Regions from separate parts of the Mus musculus genome. Here region 2 is linked to region 1. A link is a contact called in public promoter capture Hi-C data. All regions are on one chromosome and are shown on one strand. Each heading gives the region's core, a stretch centred on a gene start, on an enhancer-like site or on the middle of the called end of the contact. The rest is flanking DNA. Distances are from core to core; before and after follow the strand shown. Region 1 holds the start of Pcna (proliferating cell nuclear antigen). Region 2 holds the start of Chgb (chromogranin B).

Region 1 (4,304 bases), core at 1,076-3,575:
TTGAGACATCATGCCCAGCTTTCTCTATGGATGTAACTGTCAAGAGCATTTAATACAACTCTTTCCACATTTTGTGAAGTCTTTCTTATTTCCCTTGGGACTGCAAATACTCTTGAACCTGCAACACATAAAGCTACATACACCCCCAACCATTTTCTTTTGCTCACTTGCCAACCCTCACTTATTTGCCAAGAGTATTTCCAGGAAGCAAAAGGCTGTACACTTAGCTTTCCAAATGCTACCTGTAAAAGCTTATGGAGTCGTCTCTGAGCTCTAAGATAGCTTGGTCTACTCAAGACTCCATCTCAAAATGAATGAATAAATAAAAACAAAAGCCGAGGCTCCATCCCTGCTTCAGACACCTAACTGGACGCCCCCTTACTACTCACCGCCTCCTCTTCTTTATCCACATTACTTGTTTGTGACAACTTAATGTTCCCATTGCCAAGCTCTCCACTTGCAGAAAACTTCACCCCATTCTTTGCACAGGATATCACAACAGCATCTCCAATGTGGCTAAGGTCTCGGCATATACGTGCAAATTCACCCGACGGCATCTTTATTACACAGCTGTACTCCTGTTCCTGTAAACCCACAAGTTAAAGGTCAGTCTAGAAAAGGGGGAAGGCTCAGCTTCATGTTCTCAAGATTTAGCATCTTAACCAGAACTCAGAATGCAAGACTTCTGGTTTCTTTAAAACTCAATCAACTTTAGACTGCTGTGGTTTAGTGAAATGGCAGTGTGCCATTCATCCCCAATACCACCACTCCACTCAGAACACGCATCAGCTGGTATCACAGCAGGGTAACACACAATCAGAAACAAGGTAACTCACTGGGATTCCAAGTTGCTCCACATCTAAGTCCATTAACTTCATTTCATAGTCTGAAACTTTCTCTTGATCTACCAAAAGAAGGAAAATGTTACCAAAGCACACCACACGGTCCTATCTATGATGGAAATTTTACAATATTGTTAATATTTTTTTTTGGTTTTGAGAAACAGAAACAACACGTAACTACCGAGTTTTAAAGGTGTTTAACTTACTTGGTGCTTCGAATACTAGTGCTAAGGTGTCTGCATTATCTTCAGCCCTTAATGTAATGATGTCTTCATTACCAGCACATTTTAGAATTTTGGACATGCTAGGGGGGAAAAAAAAAAAGACAGGCTTTATCAACATGTAATCCACATCTATATTTTAAAAAGCAATTACAAGTTGTACCATTTCACACTCACGGTTGGAGAACTGTTAAAGGGGCTAAGGGTACCCCAAACTCTCTCAGGGGTGAAGCAAATTACCGGGTATATGTGATTCTTAAAACCGACTTAGTAAAATGCACTAAAAGCCAACATTCGAGAAAGCATCTTTTTGAGCGGGGTGTCCTTGGTTTCTAGTGTACTGGAGAATGTGCCCCATCACGTCTGGCCTTTTCGTAAATCTTTCAAAATGTATACAAGTGGCACTAATCCATGTATCTGTACTAAAATAAGTCACACACTGTCCTTGAACACGTATACAGGAGGCACTAACCTAGGTAGCTGTAGCAAAGTTAAAAGCTAAAACTGACAGATTTCCCCTCAAATCCATGATGCGCAGTGAGACTCTGGAAGTCAAGAAAAGGTCTATTGTCACTCTAAGTCGACATTACATTTGCACTAAGACTCGTTTATTAGGCGCTAAGACCAGCCACTCAAAGCTGCAGGCATTTAATGAGCACAGCTCCGGAGCACTCATTTTCCCGCGGACTCCCGCTTTGTGGCTTTGGCGCGGAAACAGAGTGGGCGCCACTGCCAGCGCGGGCTTTTCGGAACCGCGCGCTTTGGTGAGGGCTGCCCCCGACACCATAGACCAATCAGAAAGCGCGGATGGCCAAGCCAGCCAATGAGCGTGCAGAGTCACAGCCCCGCCAAGAGCGGAAGCGGGAAGAGTGGGGCCCCGCTCCCGCCACCCGCTCACCTGGTGAGGTTCACGCCCATGGCTAGGTTGCGGTCGCAGCGGTATGTGTCGAAGCCTTCGGAGCGCAGAGTAAGCTGTACCAAGGAGACGTGAGACGAGTCCATGCTCTGCAGGTTCACGCCGCCCGAGCTGACGTCCCAGCAGGCCTCATTGATGAGGTCTTTGAGAGCCTCCAGCACCTTCTTCAGGATGGAGCCCTGGATCAGGCGTGCCTCAAACATGGTGGCGGAGTTGTGGCGACTAGATGAGAGCTACTCTAAGAGGAACGAGGTCTGGCTGCCAAGGTCCCCCGATTCACGATGCAGAAGCGGCAGCGAAGGCCTACAGCGACAACTACCAACCCTCTGCGCCCGCAACCGTCTAATGCCGCGGCTTCCTAGGCGCGCGCCTTTTCCCTGCGCGAGGTCATGACGCCACAGCGCTGATCCACCCACCTCTCCTCAAGGACCAATCGTACCCGTGGTTTGAGCAAGGCCCGCCCCACCGCGTATGCAAAGGCGGGGCTGCGGGGTAGGAGCCTGGGAGGCGAGGGGCATCACGGGGTTCGCGTAGGCTGTCGTCACCGCCCAAGTTTGTGGGAGTTTAGGCTGCAGTTTCCATCCTTAGGAAGTTTCCGCGCCACGGAAGTGGAAGTCACAGGCAAATCGAGCTGTGCGCGGCGGCCTGCCTTGAAGCTGGAGAGTATTTTAAACACTACGGAGCGTTTTCCCTAACGTAAGAAATACGCTGCAAAATATCGAGTAATAAAGAGGCCACCATATTTTAACACCCCTACCCCCCCCCCCATTTCATATCACTTTTCTGTGTGCGTCGCTCTGAACTTTTCTCTCTAAAGACTAAAAAAATACCTCTTAACGTGAACGCTTCTCCAAAGAAGATACCAAGTCCATATGTATCACGTAATTATTTTCCTTTTATGTCTGGTTCTCTACATTTTTCTAAAGGTAGATATTACTAGTATTTTCATCTTAATTTTAGGCTGAAGATGAACCCGAGCCTGAGCCCCATCCTGAAAATGTTAGCTGTTGCAGGTGGAGCGTCTTTCATATGTCCCTGGGCTGCAGCATTTTGTTCTACTAAAGTTTTTTTGTTTTTTTGTTTTTCCTATTGATTATGAGGATGGGGAAGAACTGACTGCAGGTAGATTAACATCATTTACAAAAGGATATAGAGTTTTTCAATTTCTCATGTTTTTTTCTTTTGGTTTTGGTGGTAGGTAAAATATATTTGATAATGAAAGTGTAATACTTTAATGTGAAACTTGATAGTTTCCATTTGGAATGCCTCTTCTAACTGTATAGAAGTTGGTTGAGTTGTGAAGAAAGCTTTTGGTGTGTGATGTTTTATTTATGTGTGTAAGGGTTTTTTGTTTGTTTGCTTTTCACTAATAAGGTATATACAATTTCAGAAAGTTAAAAGGACCGTTTTAGCTGGTGAGAGTGATTAGTGATTATAATTCCAGCACATGGGAAGGCTGAGGTCGGAGGGCCTAGATTTAAACTCACCTTGGACTATCTACCAAGACTGACCAAAGGGGAAAAAGTTTACATAGGAGCATATTAATTCCATTTCATGTTCATTTATTCTTTCCTTATTCACTGCATTTCCCTTTAGTTTGTCTTGTTTGATTTTTCTTTTCCTGGCTTGGGGATTTAGCCAGAAAACTGTATAACTTATTGAGCTATAGCCTCAGCCTGTTAAGAGTCTCCATAATTTTTTGAGGCTTGCATCAAACTCACTCTGTTATCCATGCTGGCCTTGAACTCACAATTTGATGCCACAGTCTGGCATCAAGCTTAACTCTTTAGTTTCATTTAATATCTTGGTTTGTAGGATTTCTCAGCTTTTTTTTTCTTTTATTCTTTTCACCATATATCTAGGTATGCTGAGACACAAATGTATTAATCACTCTCACAGTATTGAAGATTCATTGATTCCATCAGGTCTAGAATACTCTCGACCACTCTGATGGCAAGTGTTCGGTTTCCCTACACTGTTCACTGCCCGGCGTGTGGATTTTACAGAACTTTAGATCTATTCAGTTGTTTTGTTTTGTTTTGTTTTGTTTGAGATAAGGGTCTCTCATGTTCCCTGGCTGTACTGGAGTTTGCTTGGTAGACCAGGCTGGCAAATTTGACTTTTTAAAATTGGTGTGTATGCATCCAGCCCAGCATTTATGTCAGCTTATAAGGTGCATCATTATTTTATGCAGCACAAACGAGGAAAACTGTCAAACTACCACACAGTGCTATATCACATACAATTTTGATACTATAATAGTTACAAATAAAAACAGTTATGGGCTGGAGACATGGCTCAGTGGTTAAGAGTACTTGCTGTTCT
Region 2 (4,304 bases), core at 1,321-3,820, 530 kb after region 1:
CATAATTGCCCAAATGTTTATATATATTTTTTCTTTACTTAGCCAGGCATAGTGGTGCACATCTTTAACACCAGTACTCAGGAGGCAGAGGCAGGAGGATCTCTGTGGGTTTTAGATTGCCCTGGTTTACATAGTCTCAGGCTAGTCAGGGCTACACACAATAAAGCCCCATCTTTAAATTAAAAAAGAAAATCAAGCCAGGTGGTAGTGATGGCACACACCTTAGATTCCAGCACCCAGAAGTATCTCTGTGAGTTTGTAGCCATCTTGTTTTACAGAGAGAGAGAGAGAGAGAGAGAGAGAGAGAGAGAGAGAGAGAGAGAGAGAGAGAAAGAGAAAGAGAGAGAAAGAGAGAGAAAGAGAGAGAGTTAGAGTTCCAGGACACCAAGGAGTACATAGTGAAATCCTGTCTGGAAAAACCAATTGTATGCATGTGTGTGTGTGTGTGTGTATGTGTATGTATATTAATTTTTAAGATATGAAAGTGATTCCTTTTTTCTCTTTTCCTTATACTTTCTCACAAATTTTGAGACTAGAAACCTCAATATGCATTTCTAAAAACAATGACATTTTTTGACTATCCAAGGACCTCTCCCTGAAATCAGCAAAGACATGCCAGCACAGTTACAAGCACAGATTATAGTGGTGGGGGTTGGGGGAACAAACACAGGGTGACTCATTGAAGTGTGATGCATGGCTAAAAGCAGAACTAGAACTCAGAAGGCAGAGGCAGGTGGATTTCTGTGAGTCCAGGCCAGCCTGGTCTACACAGTGAGACCCTATCTCAATGAATACATAATTAAATACGTTTATAAAGGAGTCACTACTGAAAATGGGAATAGGGTAGTGAACTAAGGAGAGCAGCCAGTCAAAAAGAACTGGGCCATAAGGCCTGTGAGTCTTTGCAGGTCGCTTACAAAGCACTGGCCTCTCTGGTGTAATATCCTGTGTCTTCTCACACATTCTCTGCTTGTTATATGTAGCCCAGGTGGGCAAGAGTTTCCAGTCCTTCTCTGACAATAGGCTTTGTTCATTTTCATATTTTGCTTTCTTCTTTTTAAAACTTGAAAAGATGTATTTCCTTTTATGTGGATGGGTGTTTTGCCTACACATGTGTGCAGTTCCCAGAGAGGGATGTAATCTACATGCCTTTTCAAATTTTACCAGTTGTCGCAGAACTATCATTTTTAAGACTGGGGTTGATGATATAGGAGACTGGTAGAGTGCTTTCCTGGTATGCCCGTGGCTCTGTGTTCTCTCCAGCAATGTAGAAAAACATAAATGAAAAATTAAAAACATATGCTCTGAGGCTGCAGTTTGGGTAAATAACCTTCCAGGGAGAGGCATCTTTCTATGTTCTCAGCATGTGCAAAGAGAATTTGAGCCTCACTCTTTTCAGGAAAAGGAACTGAAAACTTTTATCACCTGACCAAAAAGATCTCACGTCAGGTTTCACTGGTCCTCGAAATCTGTTATCAGAGCAGATTGTGTCTCTTCTGGGCAGGACGATTGCCTGGCGCTTTTCCCCCAATTCCTTATCAGGCTAACAGAATCCATGTTGAAAATAACCTGGAAGATGCTATCATCTCCATTGCGCACATAATTTAAAATGCGTTTCTATCTCTATTTAAAAGCAAGCAAAGAAGAACAGGTTTTCAAGGATGTACTCCTTACCTCACCCCAAGCTATGCTCCTGTTGTAAAAGAGTAACTAAGGGCCAAAGGGTGACAGCTTAAATAAATGTCTATCAGAAGAGCTGGGTAAGTGACCAATCAAGAGAAAGAGGGGGAGAGGAAGGGGGCGAGGAGGGAAGGGGAGAGGAGGGAGAGGGAGATGGGAATGGAAGGGAGGGGGAGGGAGAGGGGTGGGGAGAGCGAAAGGAAAAGCACCAATTATGTGTGCTCCAAACTAAAATAGGCCTAAGCCACAGAAAGTAGTTACAGAAAAAACTGAACTTGGAAAAAATTGAGGTTAAAAGAGAGAGAGAATTTTGAAGTGTATCCTTTGGCCTGTTTGATTTTTTAAGTTCATCTGAATAAGTACGTCGGGTAGGAGATTCCATAAACAGAAGACAGAAGTGCCATAGATGGGATACACAGACACTGACCAAACATCTCAACCAAGAGCAGGTTACACATTCATGGTTGCACACTGAGGTTTACAGCCATTACTCTCTTGTTAAGGTCTAAGAACCGCCTGTGTATTTATTCCAAGCAAGGATTTTCTTCAGCTTGGCAGAGGATACAGAAAGCTGACCCCCGTCATTTACACACTTCAGAATCACAAGTATCCCACAACCCCAAACTGCAGCATCGGAGGTGTGCGCGGAGGAGCTGGAGCGCAGGCGCGACAATATGAGCCGGACCCTTGTCCCTTCTTGCCTGAGATCTACAGCACCTGGCGTCCCCGCATCCCTGCCCGTGCCTGCTGGGACCCTGCGCAAGGCCGCACACACTGGCTGTGCTTCCGCCCGCTGGCGCCGCCTCGGGGCTGCTCCGTGACGTCAGGGCTGAGCGAGGGGCGCCCCCGCCCGCCGCTCGCCCCCGGGTACTGCACCCCGCCTGCCCTTCATAAGAGCCAGGCCTGCGCCCACCGCGCCACAGCTGCTCTGCGGAGCCCGCACCCGCCGAGCTCCTCCTACACTCAGCTGGCGAGAGGCACCATGCAGCCGGCTATGCTCCTCGGCCTCCTGGGCGCAGCGGCTCTGGCCGGTGAGTGGGATTTCAGCACCCCGGACAGCTCCTAGAGCTGGCGGCACTGGGTTTCACCCTCTATCTCGCCTCTCCTCTTCCCTGTATCCCTTGCCTTGCCTGGCCTGGCTTTGAGTAGGAGAAGCAAGAGCTGTCCAGCTTTTTCCTCCTTTCCCCGCCGGGGCTGTGCAGCCCTTGGAAGCAAAGCCGCATTCTGTGTTCTCTGCAGAGATGTCAGGCTCTATACAGAGCTAGAGAGAGCCTTTGTAGCCTGACTCTCCGTGTGACTTTTCACAGCCCCGTGACCGCAGAGGGGTGGGAATGCACGCAGTTGGCCCCTGCAGAGTTTCCTCTATTATTATAAAGGCACTGAGTTAGAACTAAATCTGAGTGCATTTAAGGCATTTCCCTCAGCGTGTCATATATGTGTGTGCAGGTCTTCGTGTGTCTGTTTACAGGGTTAACATATTTACACTTTGTATTTATGTTTCTAAAGAGAGGTAATTCACATGTTAATTTATGAATGGAAGCTGTACTAGATATTTCTTTCCTTTTGTGCTCCAGAAATAAAAATAACAAGACTGTGTTACACCCATGAAATTATCTTTGGAGTAGCAAAATAAATGTTTTAGTCAATTTTGAAGAATGAAAGCAGAAGTAGTTAATATTTGACGGTTGTGTGTGGATGAGTGCGTTGCTAAGTCTCAAACTACTCTAAATTTACTCAATGGTCTCCAATAGCCTGAAAGATGTGTTTGTGTTGGGAGACTGAAAAATAAGTATAACACCAAATTACACTAGCAGCTCTTTGTCTCTGTGAATGTCCTCGGAAAAGTGTTTTGTTCTGAGACTGAGATTTCTAACTAGAATTGAGATATCCATATGTCTATATGAAATATATAGATGTATATATATATATATAATATATATATATATATGCCTTTGATTGACAGGAATCTCTCATCCAATGTTTGACAAAATGAAAGCCAATGGTAATTTATGTTATTGCATTCATAATGTTCTTATTTTTAAAAATCATTTTTATAAATAACTATTTTTTATAAATATCATATTCTTAATTTGATAAAAGGAAACAAACTGAACAACTTAGAAATTTTCAAGTCCAAAGTATTTCGGAAAGATATTGCTGAACAGGACACAATGATACATTGTACACAATGTACATTCTGTTCTAGATTACAAAACAGTAAGCCTTTTGTAAATCGTTTAACTGGTTAATTAAACTTTTTGGTGGTGGTTAAACATTTCATACCTCTTATGAAGGAATATTTAGTAGTAAAATACCGAAGCTATGCAAATCTCTTCTGTTTTAGGCAACTACTCACTCATCGTGCAGCCTACTGCTTCACTTTGACTATAACCATCTCCACTACCAATTTTAGGGCATGGTCATCACCCCAGAAACACACCATGTATCTTAGCACTCACCTCCTCATTTCCACCTCCCCAAATCTGGCAATGAGGGGATTCCAGTAGTTTGTTACTTAGTAAAATCATGGTTGAGACCCCAGGAAGTCATCTGGTTAATTTTCTACCATTTCGAGCTTCTTGAAGGAGATCCACAACTGTCTGTGTAAGTACTGTGCACCTTAA

What was found. Promoter capture Hi-C pulls out the DNA fragments that hold promoters and counts their contacts.
Region 2: a promoter capture Hi-C map of hippocampal neurons shows a contact between it and region 1, with 2.0 times the contacts expected there. The contact joins the promoter of Chgb here to the promoter of Pcna in region 1. A contact is called at or near these places in 2 of 39 promoter capture datasets (hippocampal neurons and liver) and 1 of 115 datasets of contacts at active chromatin or transcription factors (astrocytes).

Annotation. Positions count from the first base shown.
Region 1 is chr2:132,250,855-132,255,158 of GRCm38.p6, forward strand. Pcna (proliferating cell nuclear antigen) reads right to left here and starts at 2,326. Exons shown (of 6, transcript NM_011045.2): 1 at 1,962-2,326; 2 at 1,049-1,146; 3 at 837-904; 4 at 390-584. The coding sequence starts at 2,182. It also overlaps a transcript of Cds2 not described here.
Region 2 is chr2:132,779,072-132,783,375 of GRCm38.p6, forward strand. Chgb (chromogranin B) reads left to right here and starts at 2,571. Exons shown (of 5, transcript NM_007694.5): 1 at 2,571-2,711. The coding sequence starts at 2,663.